3 separate regions of the Sus scrofa genome follow, and regions 1 and 2 are each linked to region 3. Evidence: chromatin contacts called from public Hi-C and promoter capture Hi-C data. All regions are on one chromosome and are shown on one strand. The core of a region is the stretch at or near the end of the contact, and the rest is flanking DNA. Distances in the headings are between cores, read along the strand shown.

Region 1 (2,700 bases), core at 71-2,570, 140 kb before region 3:
AGGACAACTTTAGTTTCCAAAAATCTACCTCAGTCTAGTAGATTTTACACAAAAATTCCCAATATAGGATTTGATCCCTTTTAAGCAACAATATCATTCAAATAATTTGACTTTCATAAACTTATCGTTATTTTTAAATGATATATCTCACTGATTTTTTTTATTACTCAAATGAATTTATCAACACTGTTTTTTTTTAAGTGAAACAATATAGAAAAGTGCAAAGAATAAAGTGAATACAATTTGAATTTACAGGATATATTCCCACCATATGGAGGAGGATTGTTTCAGACATCTCTCTCAATGTCTATGTCCAGAAATACACATCCAATTTTAAATACATAAAATGATATTGTATCTGCTGTTTCTAGAATAGTATTATTGCAGACAGAGTAGACATCTTTCTGTGGCAGATGACTTGATTCTTCGTGGTAAGAAATAGTGGTTGTGAGTTGTAGTAATCACAGAACTTAGATTTAAATTTCTTTCCCTTTCACTATGTGACTTTGGGCAAGTGATTTGACCTATCTCTATGTAACTCAGTCTCCTTATAATGCAAAAAAAGGGGATGATAATATTACCTACCTCCGAGAGTTGACCTGAGAGTAGAATCAGATCACATAATTGTTAAAGATGGTACCTGGAACATAATAAGTACTTCATATATTTTAACTATTATTCTTAAATGAAAAACAAGGGTCTACTTCATAGCAACATTGAAGGTTTTCAAAATATGAAAGTGGGGAGTTCTCATCGTGGTGCAGCAGAAATGAACCCAATTAGGAACCATGATGCTGCAAGTTTGATCCCTGGCCTTGCTCAGTGGGTTAAGGATCTGGTGTTGCTGTCAGCTGTGGTGTAGGTTGCAGTCGTGGCTCAGATTTGGCATTGCTGTGGATCTGGCATAGGCCGGCGGCTACAGCTCCGATTAGACCCTGAGCCTGGGAACCTCCATATTCACGGGTGCAGCCCTAAAAAAAATAATGATAATCAAAATATATGAAAGTGGGATATTTCTTCAAATAACTTTCATTATGATATTCCAAAACCATTATTACTTATTACCATAAGTACATTATTGCTTCTACGTATAACTATGCCTCCACTGACGCTGGTATTTGCATGTAGCAGATACTGTGTACTTCTTGACTGAACTACCTGAAGGCTTTAACTGAAGGAGATGAACTACCTTTTTGTGGAGGCCTGTGTAAGAATTGTTCTGTGGAACACAAGGTGTTTTTAAGCAGAGTTTTATGTGGGCTGGCTTTATAAGACATGACTCCAACTAAAAATCCCTGTTAATGATTAAACCCTTATGTATAATCTGGATACCTGACTCTGCAGATAGTGCAGATTGAGAACAGAGGCTGTTTGTCCCTCAAGTTAAGCCTAAATACCGATAGAAAAATGTAGTTATTGAGGGATTTAAAAAAATTCAAATCTTTTCTTCTCATATTTAGTAAAGACAGTGGGCTGCTTCCTGGTTTTGGCTGGCATATCTACTGCCTAAACAATCCCTTTAAACCTTGTTTGGATCCCTGCTTGTTTTAGCATGGCGGAGCTTGGAATTCACAGAATCCTTCTTTTGGTTATTTCTCTGACTAAGTGTCTGGAGGGCACAAAACGGCTGGCAGACTTTAAAAAATGTGGTGACTTGGAATGTGAAAGTAAGTTGCTTTTCTTTTTTTTCCCTTCTTTTCCTCTTAAATTGAGAATCCGAAATGATATAAAATGTTATTGTGGACATGTATAATAAAAATGAACAATAATATCTTTGGGAAGTATTTATCATTTTAAAATATAGTTCACTCAAAAGGGAAATTCTGGAAGCAAGCATTTCGTGATAGCTTTTAATGTAAATATACAAAGGGGCAAAGATTGACCTGGTATATAAATATACCAGAAATTATAATGATATAATCCAGATCTCAAAAATAAACTAATTAGCACTTTACTATTTTTAAGATAAATGTAATTGATATGTATTAAAAAAGATATCAAACCTTTTGATGGTTATTTTTATGAAGCCCTTATATTTTTTTAGTTTCTATTTCACAATCAGAAGTTTCTGAGTCTCATGAATCTTCTAATACCATTTTTATTTCAAGCCATCATGATTTATTATCTAAATTATTTTATCAAACATTAATCATTTCTTTGTTCACAATATGCAAAAATATTGAGATCAGTGTTAGGCGTACATAATCTTATGTATCCTTGAATATTAAACCTCTATCTTCTACAAAGAGAAATTAATTTTCATTCTATTGCTTAAGAACTTATTTTCTGAAATTAGCGTTATGGTACAAAAAATGAATAGCAACCCAATATATTAGAGTTGCTTTAAATATGTTCCATCTCTCCACTGTGTGAGAATTATTTCTAATTTGTAACATGTAAGTAAAAATGAAAAATATCATTAGTATAAACAAATAATTTAAAAGTAAATTTTTTATGAGTAAACATTTTCATTAATCGTTTGGAAATGTAATTTAACATATAGAGAAGGTTTACTCAATGATGTTTTATAATAATAATAATAACAACAATGATCTCTCTTTTCCTCTTTACAACCTCATATTAGTTTCCTTAGGGCCAGGCACAGAACATGGAAAGAGAACCTTCAAATGTATAGTAATTGATAATGTTATTTTAACTTTAATTGCATGACAAAATGTTTTAATATGTCAGTATAATTAT
Region 2 (2,700 bases), core at 100-2,599, 240 kb before region 3:
TTATTTCTTCAGACTGGCATTTTTTACAATGCCAGAGAATATTAAAAAGAGAGAGAGAGAAAGAGGTCCTGTGGTCAAAAACACCAGTAAAATTATGTACAATAGGTATCTTGACTTGTCAAGAGTTTTAATATGCTAATATTCATTGTGAATCTTTAAGAGTGGCATTTGCATACATTTCCCAAAGATATTTGACCTTGGAACTTTTTTCCAGGGACCATCTGGGGGCAAGTATTCTGAACATTATTCAGTCATTAATTAATCACTTGTTAATGTGTAACAGCCAGTATTTTCCTTCCTACTTTTGAACCCACAGAGATTTCCAAATTGGAGATTCCAGCAGTAGGTAAAATATGGTAACACAAATTTCTGGGAATTTTACATGGTCACCACTAGATGGCGGTTTCACCTCTACTTTTTCTTTTTTGTTTACTCTATAAACGAGGCACTTATTTTTTCTAACGTGGATTCTCTTCCATTTGTTCAGATGGTGACATTATAAAGCACTGGCCAACTATTTTTGAACTACTCACTAGAAAAAGTAATATTCAGCATCATATATGTTCTACTCTGCATGCCCTAAGACTACAATAATATCAGGTATAGTTAATAAAGCTAATTAATAAATTACACATTAGAGTTAATAGAATTCCAAACTCAAATAGACCTTAATGATAATTTGGTCCAATCCCTGTAAATAACAAATGAACGTGAGCATAAGAGTTTAAGTAGCACATACCAGGTCAAGGTGCTGATGGCCATTTAAAATTACAACACGGTTGATTTCATGCCTGTCTTTTCTTCTTTAAATGCTGACAAGACTTGTCACTAAAACTGCTAGCTTTTGTTCAAACAGCAATTGCTTCTATTCCATGGAAGAGTTCCCCTGTGGGGCAGCTGGTTAAAACTCCTACGTTGTCACTGCAGCGGCTTGGGTCACATCTGTGGCGCTTGTTCAATCCCTGGCAGGGGAGCATGCCACAGGCCTAGCCAAGAAAAGAAAGAAGAAATGCATGTGATGTGTCTACCAGAGACTTAAGAATTTAGAGCTCAACAAGTGATAATTACAGTAATCTGCTCATTAATTTAAAAACATTTAAAGTTCCCTCACTACTGTGGATGCATAAAATAATCTTCAGTATTTACTTAGGAGAGTAAAGAAGGAACCCCCCTTAAACACTTCAGAACCACTAGTACCAGGAACTAAATTCCTGGTCTTCATTATTCCACCCGAGCCTTAACCTTAGGACAACCAGCGAGTTAGCTCATGCGCAGCTTCGCCCCCTAAACCCAGCCTCTTGCCCATCTCCGCGCCAAAGGCGCCCGCCCACTTGTGCGCCTGCGCTGTGACCTAGACTTGGCGCATGCGCCGGGCAGGACGGGCCGGATTGAAAACTATGGCGTGGGTACCTGCAGAGGCTGCGGTGGAAGAGTTGATGCCCCAGCTGTTGCCAGTGGAGCCCTGCGACTTGACAGAAGGTTTCGATCCCAGCGTACCTCCGAGGACTCCTCAGGAATACCTGAGGCGGGTCCAGTGAGTGATTAGACCCTGTGCGGTGGGCTGGTGGTTCTCCCTGCGCACAGCGCCCAGTGCCTCGCCCCACCACCAAATTTGATAAAGCCCTGTCTCTGATCCCGTCTCCAGTTTAGGACCGGATCAAGATCCCTTCATTGCATCTATGAACTTAATTTTGCTAAACGTGATTACTCGTGAGAAGATAACGTGAACTTAAATTTCTTTGCTTTCAGTCCAGATAATTTCAGAAATATATCGTTTAGTACCTCAATTGCAATTCTGAACTTTTTTTTTCTGATTTTGTAATGAACTGTAGAAGTGGATCGCTTGTTTTAATGCGCATGAACAACAGTAATCACGTTTCTTGCATTTATTATTTGTTTGTAGGATCGAAGCAGCTCAATGTCCAGATGTTGTGGTAGCTCAAATTGACCCAAAGAAGTTGAAAAGGAAGCAAAGTGTAAATGTTTCTGTGAGTTTTATTACCCGTCAGGGGATTTCCCACTCCCAACTACAAATTAAAAGACCAAGGCTCTTAGTATAGTATCAGATAGTATCAGGCAGTATCAGTTAAGATTTGACTACTCTGTAGTAAGTTAGTAAATTAGACATTTGCTTGTACTTTGTCCCCTAAAAGGACAGATTCCATTTACTGCTTCCATAGAGGCTTTTGGTAACCCTAGCATTCATGGAGATTTGCTCATAATACTTTAAGAAGATGATCAAATCCTAAAGGAGGCTTTAAATAAGTTACTTACGCTATCCTTTATTTTTAAGGTATCTTTTTGCACTTCTTCATAATTATTATTGGGCTGATATTTAACTTTAATGTAGTTTGCATGTTCTGAATTTGACTGGCTTTTGTTTTTTAAAAATTTGAAATCAAAATATCTTACACTTTTCTAGGTATTTTGCCACTGTAAACCTTTTCATTTGTTTATCCAGCACACTTTTTACAAAGCAACTCTGTTGTGCTAGACACTGGAAATACAACAGAGGATGAAACAAAAAATATGTCCCTACCCTTGTAGAGTTTACATTCTCCTGAGAAAGAAGAAAAGCAAACAATTTAATTGCGTATTTTGACTCTTGCTGTGAAGAAAGTTAACATAATGACCAATAAGTAACAGGGATTAGCAGCAGAAGGTCTCCTTAAGGAGGTGCTATTTAACCCACAGTGGAAG
Region 3 (2,700 bases), core at 101-2,600:
TTTTTGGGGGGGTACAGTCTAGTAACTATGAGAAACCAGTAGCATAGCTAGTCCTTCCCCACCACGAACTATTTTGAATGGATAGATTCAGAACTGAAAAAATCAGGTAGGATTTTGTTTCTCCCAAGACTCACTCACAGGCCTCACCCTCCAAGCTTCAGCTCTCATCTGTAAAATGAACTCCATCCCATTGCCAACGAAAGTACGAATGAGACAGGGCTTGGAAGGTGCCAGGAATGCTGTCTGATAAACACCAAATCCATCACTGTTTATAAAGTATTACGATAATCCCGTTATGCCCTCCCGCCTCAAGGAAATCGCTGGATTAAAACTGAAACCCCTAATCACTGAAAAAAGCAACGCTGAAGCGGGCCGGGAGTATCCGCACAGAATCTATTTTGAGGTGAGAGGAAGAAGGCCATCCTGCTCCCCGGGAGAGGAGGAAGCGGGAGAAGAGGATGAATGCAGGGTCCACGACGAGCCTACCTGTTGTTCCGGATGCTGACCAGCACGCACAGCACCAGCTCTAAGTAGGTGCGCAACACTTCTAGCCAACGGGATGAGAGCTGCAGGGCTTCGACTTCTTCCCCGCCAGTCCCGGTGTCGGCGCTGCCTCCATCGCCCGGGCCGCCGCCGCCGCTCAGGTAATTCTCCGCGGCGAACTCAACGCGCAGCTCTCGCACGAACCAGCCGCACTTGCGCATGAGGAATTCGAGCCGTGGCTGCTCCGCAGGCGAGACGCGGAGGCAGATGCGGAGCTGGGGCCAGAGAGCAGGATAGAAGAGGCACTCGCGCCAGTGCGAGCAGGAGGCCGAGGCCCGTAGCCGGTCGGAGGCGGACAGGAAGGAGAAGATGTGCACGATCAGCTCGCTGGGCAGCGACGCAGCGCCTGCCGCCTGCCCGCACAGAGCCATCCGGCCCCGCCGCCGGCTGCCGGTCCCCGGCCGCCTCCGCAATCCCCGGAGCAGCCCCCGCAGCCGTCGCAGCTGCTGCAGCCGCAGCCGCCGCCGCCGCCACCGCGCCACCCGGGCGGCCCCTGCTCGGGTTCCGGCTCCCGGTGGTCGGGGCTGCGGCACTGACAAGAACAACAACATCAATGACAAGGAAGAAGGGGGCGGAACCGTCGTAGGTCTCGGCGGAACCAAGTACAGCACAAGTTGCGGAGAGGGGGAAAGGCCTCTGCGGGGTTGGCCTCCAGACAGCCAGCCTGTGGCCTCTCAAACTTTACTCACGCGCGTCCGAGGCCTACACACTCAGGAACTTCAAAATCCTTGCTTTTACTGGTTAGGGGCCCGGAAGCGGCAGGACTAATTGTAAGGAAACGGCAGCCCTCCCCGCGCCTGGAGGCGGAGGCAGAGCAGTGGTAGGACCTGAGTTTGACGTCACCAGTGGTGGGAGGAGCCCGGCGTGATCCGGAGCTACTTCCGGAAGAAGGGAGCGCCCGGTTGCCGGTAGGAAAGGGAGACGCGGCACGTGACTCCTGACGCACGCAGGCTGTCGGGACGGGGGTGGGGAAGCGCTGGTGGTGCCGGTGTTGGGCGCCCCCTCCCGTCTCACAGAGACCGCCGAGTCCCGTCTTGTTTGTAAGTCGGTTAACTGGGGCGCTCAGGCAGTGTAAGTGGCGGAACTCGCGTTAGCGTAAGCGGGCGGTGACGCTTCTCATTATACGTTTTCCTGTTGCTGGGCTGAGGACTCAGAGCCAAAGTGCCGGCTTGGGTCTTTTTCAGCCTAACCTCCCCTCCCCCCTCCCCCGCAGAGAATTGTTGGGAGTTTCTGAGAAAAAGCCGCTAAGGCAGCAGGACCGGCGCCCTCGCGGGCTAACCCGAGGGGCTGGGTGAGGAGAGGAGAAGCGCGGGGAGGGGAGGCTGGACACAGGCCGCAAGCGGACCTTCCCTCGTGGTCAGACCTCGGAGTGGACAGTAGCGCACACCTGGGTGCGAGGGGAAGGAGTGAGGACAGCGCCACCCTTTGGATTTTGAGGGAGAAGAGAAAAAAAAAGGGCAAATGGGTTAGATCTGTTGGTTGATAATTAGTCTCTTATCCAGAGATTGAGGGAGACTGAGTTCCAGGTTTGGGGGCTCTAATTGTAAAGAAGTTTGTTGTTATGGTAAAGGTTTTCTTTAGCTCGGCGCCCGGTTTTTGAGGGAGGGATTTTTCGAAAGAGTGTCCTAACTTTATCACAACTCGGGAAGTAGTTAGTTAACTGACTGTAAGGAGCAGTGAAGTCAGAAAGAAATAAGCGATTTTATGTAATAATTGAGGATCGCTTTAATGAGGCTGCCGCTTCAAAGCCTTAACTAGGGTCTTGGAACAGCCGTGTTTATTTGTGGCTAACTCTCAGAAGCTGTTCTCCTGGATATTTTTAGCCCTCTGAGGGCAAAACTCTCCATTCATAATGCTTCCATGCCTTTTGATGCCTAGCACAGGCCCGTTACCAATAATATTGTGTTGGTACCTCAGTTATCTTCATTTCGGTACCTGTGGGGGGGGGGAAGCTATCATTCATGGTAGGTCACTTCTCTGAACCTCTTGTCTGTAAGAGATTTTTCTATGCAGTTATTATTATATCTTATGAATGGATTAATGAGCATTAATGGAAACAGCAGTGAATTAGGAAGTTGAGGCTTGGATTTAAATTTTTTATTTTTTAAAAGCATTCATTTTTTGGGGGGGGGGCTTGTCTTTTTAGGCCCGCACCCG

What was found. Promoter capture Hi-C pulls out the DNA fragments that hold promoters and counts their contacts. Hi-C and Micro-C count contacts between places; a contact is called where the count stands out from the background.
Region 1: a Hi-C map of skeletal muscle shows a contact between it and region 3, with 6 times the contacts expected there. The contact joins the promoter of MIA2 here to the promoter of FBXO33 in region 3. A contact is called at or near these places in 1 of 5 promoter capture datasets (fetal liver), 6 of 47 Hi-C or Micro-C datasets (embryonic fibroblasts, heart right ventricle, liver and 2 more) and 2 of 2 datasets of contacts at active chromatin or transcription factors (alveolar macrophages and skeletal muscle).
Region 2: a promoter capture Hi-C map of fetal liver shows a contact between it and region 3, with 4 times the contacts expected there. The contact joins the promoter of GEMIN2 here to the promoter of FBXO33 in region 3. A contact is called at or near these places in 2 of 5 promoter capture datasets (fetal liver and liver), 19 of 47 Hi-C or Micro-C datasets (alveolar macrophages, blood, brain and 11 more) and 2 of 2 datasets of contacts at active chromatin or transcription factors (alveolar macrophages and skeletal muscle).

The regions. Positions count from the first base shown.
Region 1 is chr1:169,776,261-169,778,960 of Sscrofa11.1, forward strand. It overlaps MIA2 (melanoma inhibitory activity protein 2), which reads left to right and starts at 1,321. Exons shown (of 29, transcript XM_021073969.1): 1 at 1,321-1,667. The coding sequence starts at 1,553.
Region 2 is chr1:169,674,803-169,677,502 of Sscrofa11.1, forward strand. GEMIN2 (gem-associated protein 2) reads left to right here and starts at 1,350. Exons shown (of 10, transcript XM_003121777.5): 1 at 1,350-1,534; 2 at 1,904-1,988. The coding sequence starts at 1,365. LOC100627270 (a long non-coding RNA gene) reads right to left here and starts at 1,325. Exons shown (of 3, transcript XR_002346575.1): 1 at 1,243-1,325; 2 at 740-986.
Region 3 is chr1:169,914,506-169,917,205 of Sscrofa11.1, forward strand. FBXO33 (F-box only protein 33) reads right to left here and starts at 1,351. Exons shown (of 4, transcript XM_001926592.7): 1 at 487-1,351. The coding sequence starts at 1,094. LOC102162695 (a long non-coding RNA gene) reads left to right here and starts at 1,295. Exons shown (of 12, transcript XR_002338918.1): 1 at 1,295-1,583.